Regions from separate parts of the Astyanax mexicanus genome. Here region 2 is linked to region 1. The links are chromatin contacts, called in public Hi-C maps. All regions are on one chromosome and are shown on one strand. Each heading gives the region's core, a stretch centred on a gene start, on an enhancer-like site or on the middle of the called end of the contact. The rest is flanking DNA. Distances are from core to core; before and after follow the strand shown. Region 1 has its middle 130 kb from the start of klf6a. Region 2 holds the start of klf6a (Kruppel-like factor 6a).

Evidence for each region. A called contact is a pair of places that touch in the nucleus more often than the background predicts.
Region 2: a Hi-C map of muscle shows a contact between it and region 1, with 9 times the contacts expected there. The contact joins the promoter of klf6a here to the enhancer-like site in region 1. A contact is called at or near these places in 2 of 3 Hi-C or Micro-C datasets (both in muscle).

What each region holds. Positions count from the first base shown.
Region 1 is chr6:48,039,432-48,046,169 of AstMex3_surface, reverse strand. No RefSeq gene overlaps it. Among protein-coding and RNA genes, the nearest start is that of klf6a, 130 kb to the left of the region's middle. Within about 2 kb of position 4,824, the one cell type or tissue checked has an H3K27ac peak away from gene starts, as active enhancers do.
Region 2 is chr6:48,163,564-48,170,616 of AstMex3_surface, reverse strand. klf6a (Kruppel-like factor 6a) reads right to left here and starts at 2,498. Exons shown (of 4, transcript XM_007238620.4): 1 at 1,913-2,498. The coding sequence starts at 2,014. The region is part of intron 2 of LOC107197132; the gene reads left to right.

The DNA of each region.
Region 1 (6,738 bases), core at 3,575-6,074:
CTAATTCATCGTTGCTTCTCAAATCCTGCTTTTGATGGAATAACTGTCTCTACTGTCCGAAAAATGGATTTCTACTAGATTTTCGTGGAGCATTGTTGTGAGAATTTGATTGCAATGTAACTTGTGGAGTCCCCAGGATTTATATTACCGGTGTTACCACATATTTTAAAAGGAAAACCACACTGATTTCATTACTTGACCTGTGTATTTTCTGAATATCATTGATGTAAAGCACATTGCAAATGTGCTGTCTCTTTTCAGCTATGTGAAATTTTCTCATTTAGCTCATGATTTCCAATTCACTGGTGTGAACTATGTTATTCTTAAGTAACTAAAAAATATAATTGAACTTGATTGAATGACATATTTTAGCAGATATATCATTATTGACAACGTGTGTTTGAGGGTCAGTTGCAGTTAATTTGGAAAATGTATTTGTCATGAAAAATGTTTTTAGGGTTGTTAGCATCACTGGTGTGACCTTTTTTTACCCACATAACTTAAATAAAATGCAATCAAAAACTATCTAATAACATAATGTAAGTTTTAATATTAGAAAAAAATAAATTAATAAGACATTTTGGCCTTCCAAAAGTGTCTGTTTCTGTAGAAAGATCATAATACACTAAACACTTCAGCAGTTTATGTTGTCGCTGTCCAGTGAAAAACATGTATCTCTAAAACAGCAACTTTACAGTAGAGGGATTAAACCTTTAATCAGTGTAAAAAGAGTTTATTTCAGGTCATTTCTCAGAATTTCTATTGGTCATTCATCAACAGAATTTGATTGACAGGGTAAGGAAGAGTTTGTGTGGTCAGATTATGCAGTGAACTAAAAAATGCCAAAAATTGAGATTCTTGTTTTTCATTGGTCAGTGATGATATGCTAATGCATGAACAGATTTTACACTCTCAATGTAGTCAATGTAAGAGTACACAGAAATGAAACACAGCCAGAGCTTCAGATAAACACATGGAGGACGTGAGATCCGCTGGTCTGTGAGGAGATGACCCTGGGCCGGCAGGTCTCAGGGGTGATGACATCATCACACCGGGCCTGCTTACTTTCCAAACAAGGGGGGAGATTCCTTCGTCATTACACACACACACACACAGGTCCTGAGTGTTTGCCTTTAAAATGCACACTGTTTTTGCACTGGAAGGGAGATTTATCTGTTTTTTTATTTTTTATATATTTTTATATTTTACTAAATGCTTCACATCTCCAATTTTTTGCAGCTTTGACTCTGAATTCATTAAGGATAATTAAGTGACACCATCAGATCTCAGTGAGATATATTTTGTGTGTGTGTGTGTGTGTGTGTGTGCAGAGTCTGCTGTGTTTTCAGCTTGACTGTGAAGAATACTGAGTGGCATTTTGACGCTGTTCCAGAGCAGCAGCCTCGCTGAAGTGCAGAGAATGAGTGGGATCCAAATGTCTTTCTGCTCTTCTCTCTCTCTCTCTCTCTCTCTCTCTCTCTCTCTCCCTCTCTCTGTCTCTCTCTGTCTCTCTCTCTCTCTCTTTCCCCTTCCTCCTGTTCTTCCACTAGTGTCTGCCATGCCGTGGCCATCTGCCATGTTGGACGGATGCCTCGAGACAGCTAAGTGAATTGTGGCCTGGGACCACTGTAGTCTTCTACGTTACACGTTTTTAGAGGCAAAATTTGGATTAAATCTGGGACCGCAGAAAACCCACAGCCGTTCATCATCACAAATTATGTGCGTCCGCCTCCAGCACAAATCACCCGCACACCTCTGGCCCTGAAAGGCCTGGAGTTTTCTTTTTTTCTAGGCATTTAGTAGCATGTTGTGGTTTCAAGGCATCCACAATACAGCACCTGGCTTAAACTACACTGAAATACAGCGTTTTATATGTATTATCAGGATGTGTGTCTGTTGGTTTGCAGTGAATTAACAATGCAATTGTAAGAAATTGTAAGAGTTCATTTTAAGGTAAATTAAAAGCATTTATTTAGCTTTAAAAAGTGTCTGAAGCACTTCTAGGCCACTACCTATCTATCTATTATTCTATCTTTCTATCTAAGTATTTTTTAATGTCAGTTTATATTATGTATTTTATTACAACAACACTGTTTATAGATGTTCACACACACATATACATTGTCACAAAACACACTTTCCATCGGTTTACAGCAAAATGAATTACACCTTAACACCTTATAGTCCCATATCACAAACATGTATCATAAATTAAATTCTGATTTTCTAGCTTTTTATTTGTTAAAATGTTAAAATGGTGAAAATACTACACTATTTTATTCACCATGTATGTGTTTATTTGACACGTTATCTAGAATAACGTAAGGGGTAAAATTACTCAGGTTGCTCAAATGGTTATAATAAAAATACTTGGATGCCATAAGGAAATATGTGAGAACCATTAAACTGGTATAGAACAACTTCAGAAAAGTGTGTGTAATTCTCAAAAATATAAAAGTAAATGTAAAATAGTCCAGTATTTTCCAAAGAACACAACATCTCCAAAAACATCTAACAGGTAAAGCTACAAACCCCAGCCGTGTGAATGTGAAACTGCAGGTTGTTGAATGTTCAGTGATGAACGTCGGGAGGGAAACCCCCGTCATCATGATAGGGTTTCTAAAAAAGGGTCATGTGACATAAAGAGGGAATCCCGTGTTTTTAGTTCCTCAGCTGCTGCAGTAAATGTGTCCATGGCAATGTGTGTTTTGGACAAAACACAGCGGCGATCCACAAATGACTGTCTAATTCAGCACTGGCTATTTTAAACCACTCCGGGAAGAGCTGTTTCAGAGTTCGAGCATGTGTGTGTGTGTGTGTGTGTGTGTGTGTGTGTGTGTGTGGAAAGCATGGCTCAGACACTGCTGCTGATAGGCTGCAGAGGCTGATGACTCAGAACCGGAGGTTGAGGACATGTGCAGAGATCACCCATGGCAACAAGGTCAAAGCAAATAAACAGAGGCCAAAGCTCGTGTCTGATTGGCTGTGGAGGTTTTTTTTGTGCGTACAGTATTCCAACCGCTGAAGACTCCACGATAATTATACAAACACACATCAGATTAGTGCATTCCTCAGGGGTATCCAGAGAACTGAACTATTTACACTATCCTAACTATCCTTCAGTAAAAAAAAAAGAAAATAGAAATTAGACAATTTTTTTGCGTAAGAAGTAGGAAGAGAAATATGCAAAGCAAACAAACAAATCAATAGAAGCAGGCATGAACTGATTCACTGGTTTGCCACTGTTAGTCCACCCTTAGACTAAGCACATAACTCTCATGCAAACCGGATATAACTAGTTTTATATATTCTCAAACAGCTTTAAAAACCACAGAGACTTTTATTTTACAAACAAAACTAAAAACACACTAGTCCATTTTAGTAATAGCATGAAATATGCCACTGAAAGATGTTCTGTGTAAGAACACTTTATTTTTTATTTTCTTTAATTACACCCCAAAAAGGAAACTTTTCTAAAACAGATGCACAGATACTTTTATTTTACAAACTAAAGTAATAATAAAAAAAAGTATTTTATTTGTTTGTTGTAAACTGAAATTGTCCTTGGGTTTGTGAAAGGTGCCATGAATTAAATATTTTATAATAATAATAATAATAATAATAATAATAATAATAATAATAATAATAATAATAATAATAATAGTTGTTGTTGTTGTTATTATTATTATTATTGGTAGTAGTAGTAGTAAAGTATAAAATCATAAGGATGACTAGATCTAATGTAGAATAATTTAAACTGAAAATGTTGTTGCTGAAACTGAAATTTATTCACTAAACTAATTTATAAAGAATAACAAATAAACAACTATACTACTACTATGACTATATACGACTATATGACCATAATAAAATTTCTGCAATAATTGCACAAAACAGACATCAGATTAGTGCGATTTCATGTAAAATTCAGACCACCCTTCAGTAAATAGTAAAAGGACAAAAATATGCTCTATTTAATGTTTTTGAGAGTTGAGGAGTTCAGGATGAGGTAATGCTGGTGATTGTCCAACACCCTGACCTCACTATTCATATACTCTAGAACACCCTTGAGTTTGAAAGGAAACAATAAATTACAGGTCTCCCAATACGTCCATATAATGTGTGTTCTTTCATCTGATTATTAAATTAATACACATCTCTGACAATTTTACAGTGCTGTATACAGCATATAACAACAGTACAATCTTACAGACCCTACATATTGTTTATAATATACATATACAACATACATATATGTTTACAAGAACCACTCATACTTCTCCACTATGTTATGAATCAGCCTGCAAGTACTAAAACTTTAACGTAATTAGTTAGCAGGTAGCGTGACTAATCCATCACACACTTACCTGAAACCCTGTCAATCAGCCGGCCTGCTGACTACAGTTAATGCAAAAGAATAAAAGAACACAATTAATTTTCACAAAACCTTTTAACTCAGAGGTGAAAACATCAGTATCATCATCGTCCACATATACGTACCTTCACAGCAGCGTTTATCTGTCACTCCTTCAGGAGTAAGAAAAGAGGCGACAGCGTGAGGATGGCTGATAAAAGCGTGCGAGACTGAGTTGGCTCTCATTAATGAGTCTTATGTGCTATTAATGAGCTTTTAGGACATTTGCGTGATCAAACAGTAGCTGGCGTGTTTGAGTCCGCTGCATTCAGAGGGAAGATTAGCCAGAGAGTCGCTAATTTCACATCCAGCCCAGTCGTCTCAGCTCAGACTGGCAGATTCATTCTTCATGAAACATTCAGAATATTTCACTTCAATCTAATCCCTCCAGCTCCAGCTAAAGAGCCTCTGAAAGAGGCCTCCCAGTGCCAGCCTGGTGTGTGTGTGGTGGGGGGTCCACTCAGTGAATACTAGATGGTACAAGCAGCCAGCATAAGCCCTGCATGCTGAACTCTGCAGTATAATTATTAAAACCCCAAGTAAAACTCCAGCCAGCACATGCATGGCAGAGCAGACCTACTATAACTTAACCCAAAATAACTAAATGGAGCACCATCATTCCAGAGAACACAGTTCCATTATATATATCTAACTTGTAACTTCTATAGTCATTTTTATTGCTAGTACTTTTGCAGTGCTTTGATACTAACAACATAAAACTTTTTAAAGCTAAATGCACAAAACATTAAAAGAAAGAGTTAGAAACAGAGAGAGAATGAGAAATAGACAGAGAATGAAATGATAAAAGATATAGAAAAATAGAGCAGCTAAGATATAATGAGAGAATGAGTAAGTTACGAAGGAGTAAGAGAGAGTGATAAGCGAGAGGTCAGGATAAAAAAAGAAGAGAGAAAAAACAGGTCTCCATACATTTTTAAAAAAAGACGTACTATTCCGAAATTTTGGCCAAAACAAAATCGTTACAGTTATGCAAATAAACTTTAGATTAGGTAGGCTACCATGATTGTAAGCAGAATGTAAACAAGCGAAATTGAGATATTTGATACATCATCCCTTATTCAAAAAACTGCTTTTCTGCATTTTGGCTTTAATGACATTGGAATTTTTCCATCTTGTATTTGTTATTGAATTTAGGCATTGTTCCATTTTTGACAGAAAAGTGAGAAAGAGAAAAATAAGGGTTCTTCCTTTTTCTTCTTCTGCTGTGTGTGTGTGTGTGTGTGTGTGTGTGTGTGTGCGTGTGTGTTTTATCCCCATGGTTACAGTGGTGAGTGAGTGGCAGTGGCCTTGACTCACAGTGAGGAACTGTACACAGAACTGTTTACTCTCTCTGTCATTCTCTTTCACACACACAGAGACATGCAAACACACACGTGGGCCTCGGTGTCACTTCTCACAACTCAAAACACTCACTGTTTAATGTTATGTAACGCATGGTCACTGATACACACAGAGCACTTCCCCAACTCTCCAACCCACCCCCTGCATGGAGCTCCATCTAATGCCAGTACTTCTCTACAGGGCCTAAACAAGCTGGGTTTGTGCATTTGCACATATGTGTCAGCAGCTTAAAGTATTTGCAGAATGTATTTATTAGAAGGGGCGTATTTAAACATTTGGACATTTGGCATTTTGATTAGACACATGATTTGTCCATCAAAAGAAAATTAATGCCAATAAATTAGACTGCCTTTTGCGCCCCCTATAGGTTGCAATTTTAGTTCTGTTGGGTTGATGAACTCCACATCAGTTGTTAAATAATTTGTACCTCTATTACAGCCTTGTTCTAAATGGTTGCATTATCACAGATCACTGCTTTATTGCCTGCCCTTGTTTGACTGAGCCACACCTCCATACACTCATTATTAATGCCATATCATTTTTAAGCATGCTGTGTTGGCAGGACACCAACTAATATTGAGAATGCAGTATTTAAAGCAACATTAGATAATTATTATTTTTTGTTTATTGGCTCCCTATACAGTCAGAAAGTGTATTTTTGTGTTTTGAGACACTCTCCAACAAGGACTTACAAGCTCTGGACTTATGAGAGTCAAAGAAGCATGTAAATTGAGGAGGTATATCATATTATATACAGGACTTTACATGAATATAACGTGCACAGTCTATATACATTGATTGTGCAGTGTTCCACAGTGCTCACAAATATGATCTTTCCCACTTCACCAAAGTGACATAGTGTAGTTAGAAGTATGCCAAGCCTTTTAATGTCGTTTTAAGCTGGGAAATAAAAAAAAAAAGTGACAATAAGGCATGTAATTCACTGTGTTTTTATTGCTGTA
Region 2 (7,053 bases), core at 1,249-3,748, 130 kb before region 1:
CCAGCCTCCTTCTTGGATTATTTTTCATATTTCCATGTGTCATTGATTTTCTAGCTTTGGGAGCCAGTCAGAGGCCTAGTAGAGAGTCCTCAAGACCTTCTCTCAATCATAGAAGCTCAGGAGACCCACACAGTGTTAAAGTCACCACATGTTTTGGCTACTATACTGGCTATGAGGTCTAATATTAGTACACTAAAATCACTATAAATATGTCTTCTAATTATACCTAGGTTTATTTTTAAGGCGTTTTTTTATTAACTATGTGAGGTTTAGAATGACATGTTGCCAAATCATGCATTTTTCTTCCTTTTTGAATTGAAGCTCCTCTAAAATCCTAAAAGTCTGGGTGAAAGGCAATCATATTAAAACATAGTATTATAACTTACAATGTAGTTTTATGATGTACCATGTAAATGTTCACAAAAGTTGCCAACTCATTCATTTTCCTCCATTCTGTGAACATAGGCTGTTTAAAAAACATAACTTAAAACAGACTCCTTTACCATTCTGGATGGTATTATATAGATACCTGTGCACTTTGTAGGGTTATGAAATAAGGGATCACCCTAGCTAATAAATGCAAAGTAAGTTTGAGTGTCTGGAATCTTCAAAGTGTCAAGCAGTGGGTTGCCAAATCATGCATTTTCCAAGTGTCTATACATCTAAGCCTAAACCATTCATATTATTAAGATGAGATTTAACATATATATATATATTTTAACTTTCTTTACAGATATACACATATAGGTTGCCAAATAATTAAGTTTTCTCTTTTCATTGCACTTATACTAGTCTAAGACTCTTAAACACAGCAGTGCTCCCTTAACAGTGTTACAGTAACTTACTCCACTCCACTAGCTATCAGCGGGAGGCGACACTGACTTGCACTTTGACAGCGCACTCAGCTGCTGCAGGCTTGCGCTCCTTTTACTCACAAACCGCCTGCTTCCTTTGCTTAATTGCAAAAAAAAATACTCCAGCAACACATTGCTACAACTACTACAACTGCTGCTGCTACTATTACTATACTCTTTCTGCTGAACCTAGGCATGGCATGGCAGCGAGGTTGGCAAGGCTTGTGCAAGCGTGACAGACACGGCTGGCATTTCAATTCAAAGCCATGCACACACACGCACATAGCTCACATACATGCAAGTTAGGCGCCCATTTAGCTATCTAACCACAACCACAGCGCCTCAGCCAGTCAGAAGAGGGGAAGCATGTTTTTGAATCAGCTGCGTGCGTAACGCTGTGGATAAGACTACTTTTTTTTTGCTTTTAATGTTATTATACGTTTTCTGCTTATTATAAAGATATATATTACTCTTATCACCTGTTGCCATAATTATTTTAGCGTGACACTACTGGTATTTAAATTTAACGCCATGCACACACACATATTATATTTATATAACATACATGCAACTTAGGCGCACATTTAGCTATCTAACCACAACCATAGTTAAACTGACAGAGTCAGCCAGTCAGAAGCCAGTTTTGAACCATGTTTTTGGACAAGGCATTACTCACGATGTGGGTATTGCGCACAATATTTTATTATTGTATTATTTATTGTATTATAAGGAAATTCATACAAAAAAAGCTGTTATTGTTATTATAGTATTATTCAAGCATGACACACTACTGGTATTTAAATTTAAAGCCATGCATACACACACACAGATATGAATGCAAGTTAGGCGCCCACTTTGCTAAAGCAAACCACAACCACAGTCACAGTGTCAGTCTCAGCCAGTCAGAAGCAGGGGGCAGCCTGTGTTTGAATCAGAGGCGTGCGTACCACTCTCTCTATATCTCTCTCTCGCGCTCTCTATGGATCCATGCATATATAACTTATATGGGCATTGCGCATTTTAAAGCCATCTATCATGCACTATAAAGAATGAATTACCTGTTGCCAGTATTCTTCAAGCGAGGGCAGCGCTGAGAAGTAGCCCGTGTCGTGGACGATCTGGAGCTCCTGAAAAATGCTGCACATGGGTAGCACATCCATGGCAAAATCCCAGCAGAAAGAAGGGAAAGAGGGGTAAAACCAGAAGGGGGGGAAAGCTGTGGAAGTTCTAAAGTTATCTGGGGCTCGCAGAGCTTCCCGTCGTTTCTCTCCGCGTCTGTCTTCTCGCTCTCTGTCGGGAAGACCACCTCGTTTGCGCTCGTGACAGCGGAGAGAGGGTCCTCCTTCTCTTTCGTCTTCGTCTCGGTCGTACTATTCTCGCGGGTGCGTGTGTCTCGCACATGCAACAGCGGAGCAGTGGAGCGTCGCTTGTGCGCGGATGGTCCTGTGAGTGTGCGTGCTGTGTGCGTGTCCCTCACGCTCTCTCACGCTGGATAGAGCTTGCTCGCATGGACCAAACACACACACACTCTCTCTCTCTCTCTCTCACGCGCTCGCTCGCGCTCTCTCTCTCTCTCTCAGATACTGAAGTTCAGCTGGAAGCCCTGCTGCTGCTGCTGCGCTCTGTCAAACTTCTCTATTCAAACCTCGCAGCCCCCTCGCCCCCCGCCCTTGCTTTATTTTTCAGATTTTTTTCCCCGCAAACGGACCAATCAGAGGCGACCAGGTTGCGCGGGCGCATATGATATCACCTTGAGCCAATCACCGCGCCTAATGCAGATCAACTCGCCTCTTCTCCATCCTCATTGGCCCGCTCATCGTCCGGCCCCGCGCTCTGATTGGCCGGCTATTTTTAGACCCATATATAAAGGACTTGGGTACAGACACACTCTCTCGGCTTCTGCTTTTTTATTTTTTGACGGTGGCGGCGGTGGTGGTGTTGCTGCTGCTGGTTCACTCCGTGCCACAGATCCACTTTAACTCACTTCAGCTCACTTTAGCTTACTCCAGTTCCCTTTACAGAGCCTGTAATCACCCCAAGCCCATATTTAAGCAACACCTTCTCCATTTCTGGTACATACTGGTGGCTTTTTTGAACTCTTGGCATTTCAGTAGCCAAGTTCTTTTCCTAATGCTCTCTTACTATTTATTCACTTATATTCACTTTTATTAACTTTCAAAACTATGGAAGCCAGTTCCCGTTACCTCAAAAAAAAATAAATCTAAATAAATAAATCCAGCAGCTGTCCAGCACATTTTTAAGTCATTATTTTAAGATAGTAAGTTGTTATTTTGAGATACTCTCATAATTCTGAGATACAATCTAAATATTTTGAGATAGTAATTCATTATTCTGAGAGTTACATTATGAGATAGCACATTACTTAATAATAAGTACTTAATAATTATGGATAATGGATTTTTTTTTTATTTTAGGTGGCGTGCATAGTCTTTCATACAAAACAAACCTTACTACACTGTAAAAAAATATTTTTGCTTTGGTTCTTAAACAAGTAAACACGTCCACAAACTACCACAGAGAAGGTGTTTGGTCCAGACTTTTGGACTTTTCAGTTTGGTCCGAACCAAAGTAGCAGGTGTGAAAGGGAATGCGAACCACCATCTAAAGGACTAAAAGAACCAGAGCGGAACTTCTAAAGCATGGTCTGGTTTATCTGCAATGTAAAATCACTTGCCTAGATGGTTCAACCTAGACTTTTTACTGGAAGTTGACGTAGTCTTTAATCAAACCAGAGGGCTTTGTGATTTTTCTCTCCGCAAAAAACAATTACAATGTCATTAGAGATCAGATTTTTCAACTCATGTTTGGGGACAAAACAAATCTCAGATCAGCTGCTTGCGCTTTCTTAGGCTCGGACCAAAACACACACAAAAAAAAAAAATCAAAATATGTCATTAATTTGCTTAAATATAAATTTGGTAAAAATTTTAAGCTGTCTAAAGTAAGCTAGAGTGCTAAAGTGTATGGCAAGTCATTCTAAAATAACCATTTATAGCCATCCCTAGGTGCAATATTACCACTTATTTACTATTTATTTGCTGTTTACTGTATCACGGCCATACAAACTTACGTCGAACCATGTTTCCTCTAATCTTATTTTTCTAGATTTATATATATATTAGTACTTTTATATTCTCTTGTAAAAACTCAGATTAAAGATACAGATAGGATATCATATAAATTGTTATTCCAGATATCTTGAATATGGAAAACTAAAGCGTGCTTTGAGCGCAGGTTCACAAATCAGTTTACTATATTCACTATGAAATTATTTTTCCATTATTTATGTAGCCATAGAAACTCCCAAAAGTTTAAGCTGTTACACTGACATTAGACTGTACACTTACTAACAGGTTAAAGTGTTTTTTAATCACTGTAATGACTTTCAAATGTATTGGAGTCCAAATAAAATGGCACCCACATTAAAACACTTCAGTAAAGTACAAATACAAGACAAAGCTACTTTAGTACAGTAATAAAATACATGTACTTTTTACTGCCTACCACTGCTGCCCTTTAAATTGATTTTGGCTCAGTTCTTAAACAAGCAAGCATGTCCACAAACTACCACAGAGCTCAACACACACAGCACCACACACTTCCACCAGGGGAGCCACATGGACTGAATCATAGTCAGGGGAGGAGAGCTATGATCAGCACTAATGTGAGCAAACCACTCTTTAAATAGGCACAAACCAGAAGGAAGATGCTGAGCCTTGCAGTGGACTTTCTGACTAATGTACCTTACCAACTGATTGGGCCACATAGGCCTGTTTTCCATGCTCATGACTCACAACAGTGATCTAAATGCTCAAAGTTTCATTACAGGCTGTTGTCCTGGTTTCTGTTTAAAGTCTGTTTGACAAGCATAGTGAATATGTAGGTTAAAGGGGGAAGTCTATGATTCTTCAAAACTTCTGAATAACTACATGGTTATGATGTCAGTCTTTTAGAGAACTTGGTGTGAAATGCTTTGTTTGGGTCTGTAGAGGTGAGTGCAGCTAAAAGCTGTGTAATGAGGGTATGGAAATGTTGATTAATATAAATTTTAGATTTAAAACCAGTTTTATTCATGGCACTGGATGCCCTTAGGTTATATATGTTCATACATATCCAATGTTACTGAGTAAAGAAATGAACAGAAATGAATTTCTTTACATATGCTACTTTGATCCCATAACCTACTCTTCTGACACAGCAAAAACATGCAGCAAAAATCGCAGGTTATCAGCTTATCGACAAGCAGGAACACTGACAGAGAGGCGCCATGATGAGTTCAAAGGCAATGATAGGAAATAGTTTTTACATCCTGTTTCTTGAGGCCTACTGAGGGTTAATAGAAGAACAGAAAGCTGTGCTGCACTCTTCCATGCTTAGTCATACAACTTCCCAATCAGATCAGATTTTTTCACTACTTCTACTTTCCAAAATACTTTCCAGTCCAGTAAACTTTGTATCTTCACTTTTACAGATTTTCTGTACGTCATTTTGAGTGACTACAACTACTTGTGACTCTGGCATTTGTGTTTAAATTTAATCATGAACGGACCAATAGGCTATTGTGGGCAATGTTACCATTTTGATTTTTAGTTTTCAATTACGTTCAGACAAGAATAACTAAATTGAACTACACTGTGCTTTACATACTGACATGATTGCCATTTTTTACTGCTGCTGTCAGATGATTCTTTTTTTCTGATTTCACTTTTTTACCTGGCATATGCACTTTACATTGTGATCAAATTTTATGACAAAAGGACCAATATAAATCCTCCACATATCTTGCTGTGAAATCAGTTTACATAGATTTTATCCTTCTCCTGTAAAGTTTCCATTTTTTGATATATTTATTTTTTTTTGTATGTGTTACATTAACTGTGTAAAAGACTGGGTTTGTTTCCCCTGAAACCACACTGCTGATGCTAAATTGACACCAGGCTTTTCTCTTCTAAAGCTCTGTGCTGCATTTTGCAACCAAAATTTGAAACATGGTTCCTCTGTCCTTTCTCAAAATAGTTGCTTAATTGCTTAGATGAGGCCTAAGTGAAGAAACGTCTCTTTTTCTGAAATTACATAAGACGTAGGACGAAGTTAATTTACACAGCCACCCGTTACTCAGTTCTACTGAGAAGTGGTGAACAACACTTTAACATTTTCCGAACAGAAGTCCATTGTGTACCGCCGCTGTATAGTCTGGTGCTAACCTCCGGAGAACTGAATCCCCATTGTGGCTCTCAGCTGAGGGCATATTTTGTAGGTTGTAGCATCTGATTCAGTCATATGGTGATGGAGCGCCACAGCCTCAGCCTTCAAAGCCATTTCAAGCATGCTTTTCTTTCCCCCCCCCTCTCTTTTCTTTTTTCTCTGTTGTGTGTCTCTGTGGACTCGCCGCGACTGTTCCAAACCGTGTCAAAGTGCAAGCATGCCGGACAGTGTCTCTGCCTCTCTGTGTCCTGCCTGCACTGAAACTGAAAGAGCATCATTGATGACGGCCAAGCCTGTTAATCTCGTCCGTCCCTTTAAGCTCAGCGAGAGGCAGTTTTTTCCCCCCTGCTATTTTCTTTCTATTCTGGTGGAAACAGGATACAATTTCGGAAGCAAGAATTTGAGTGTCTTAATGGGCTGCTTTATATCTGTGTGCTGCACAGAGTATTCATGGTGTTGTGGCTGAGGCTAAACCAGAGGCTCGGACAGTGTGTATCGTGTGGCCTTTGACAGTGTGGCCTACAGTGAATGTGCCCCCTAGTGAATGGTGTGGCTCAGAAGTGCAGAATGTGGTAAAGATCCATCAGGCAACCTACACAACCTCACAAAACAGAGTAATGCTGCTATCTATGAGATATTGTTCCTAGAGTTGCTGCAGTAAAGGATATTATTGTTGTTTTAGGACTGTTTTATTTCACTGATATAATAACAATATAATATAATAAAATACTCCTTTTAAATCAGCAGTGAACTGTTAATTTTTAGGAATATTCAAAATGTGGGTTTAGATTATGATCTTTCTTTTTTATTAAAAACAACTTGAAAAACAGCTAAATGTTTTAATTAGTCAGTAATGTATTGTACCTGCTGTGCAATGAAAAACATGTACATTTTGACATTTTTTAGATTTCTTCATTGTCTAAACTCTGTATCTCAAAGCGTCAAAAACCCAAAGCTAATAACATTTTTGGCT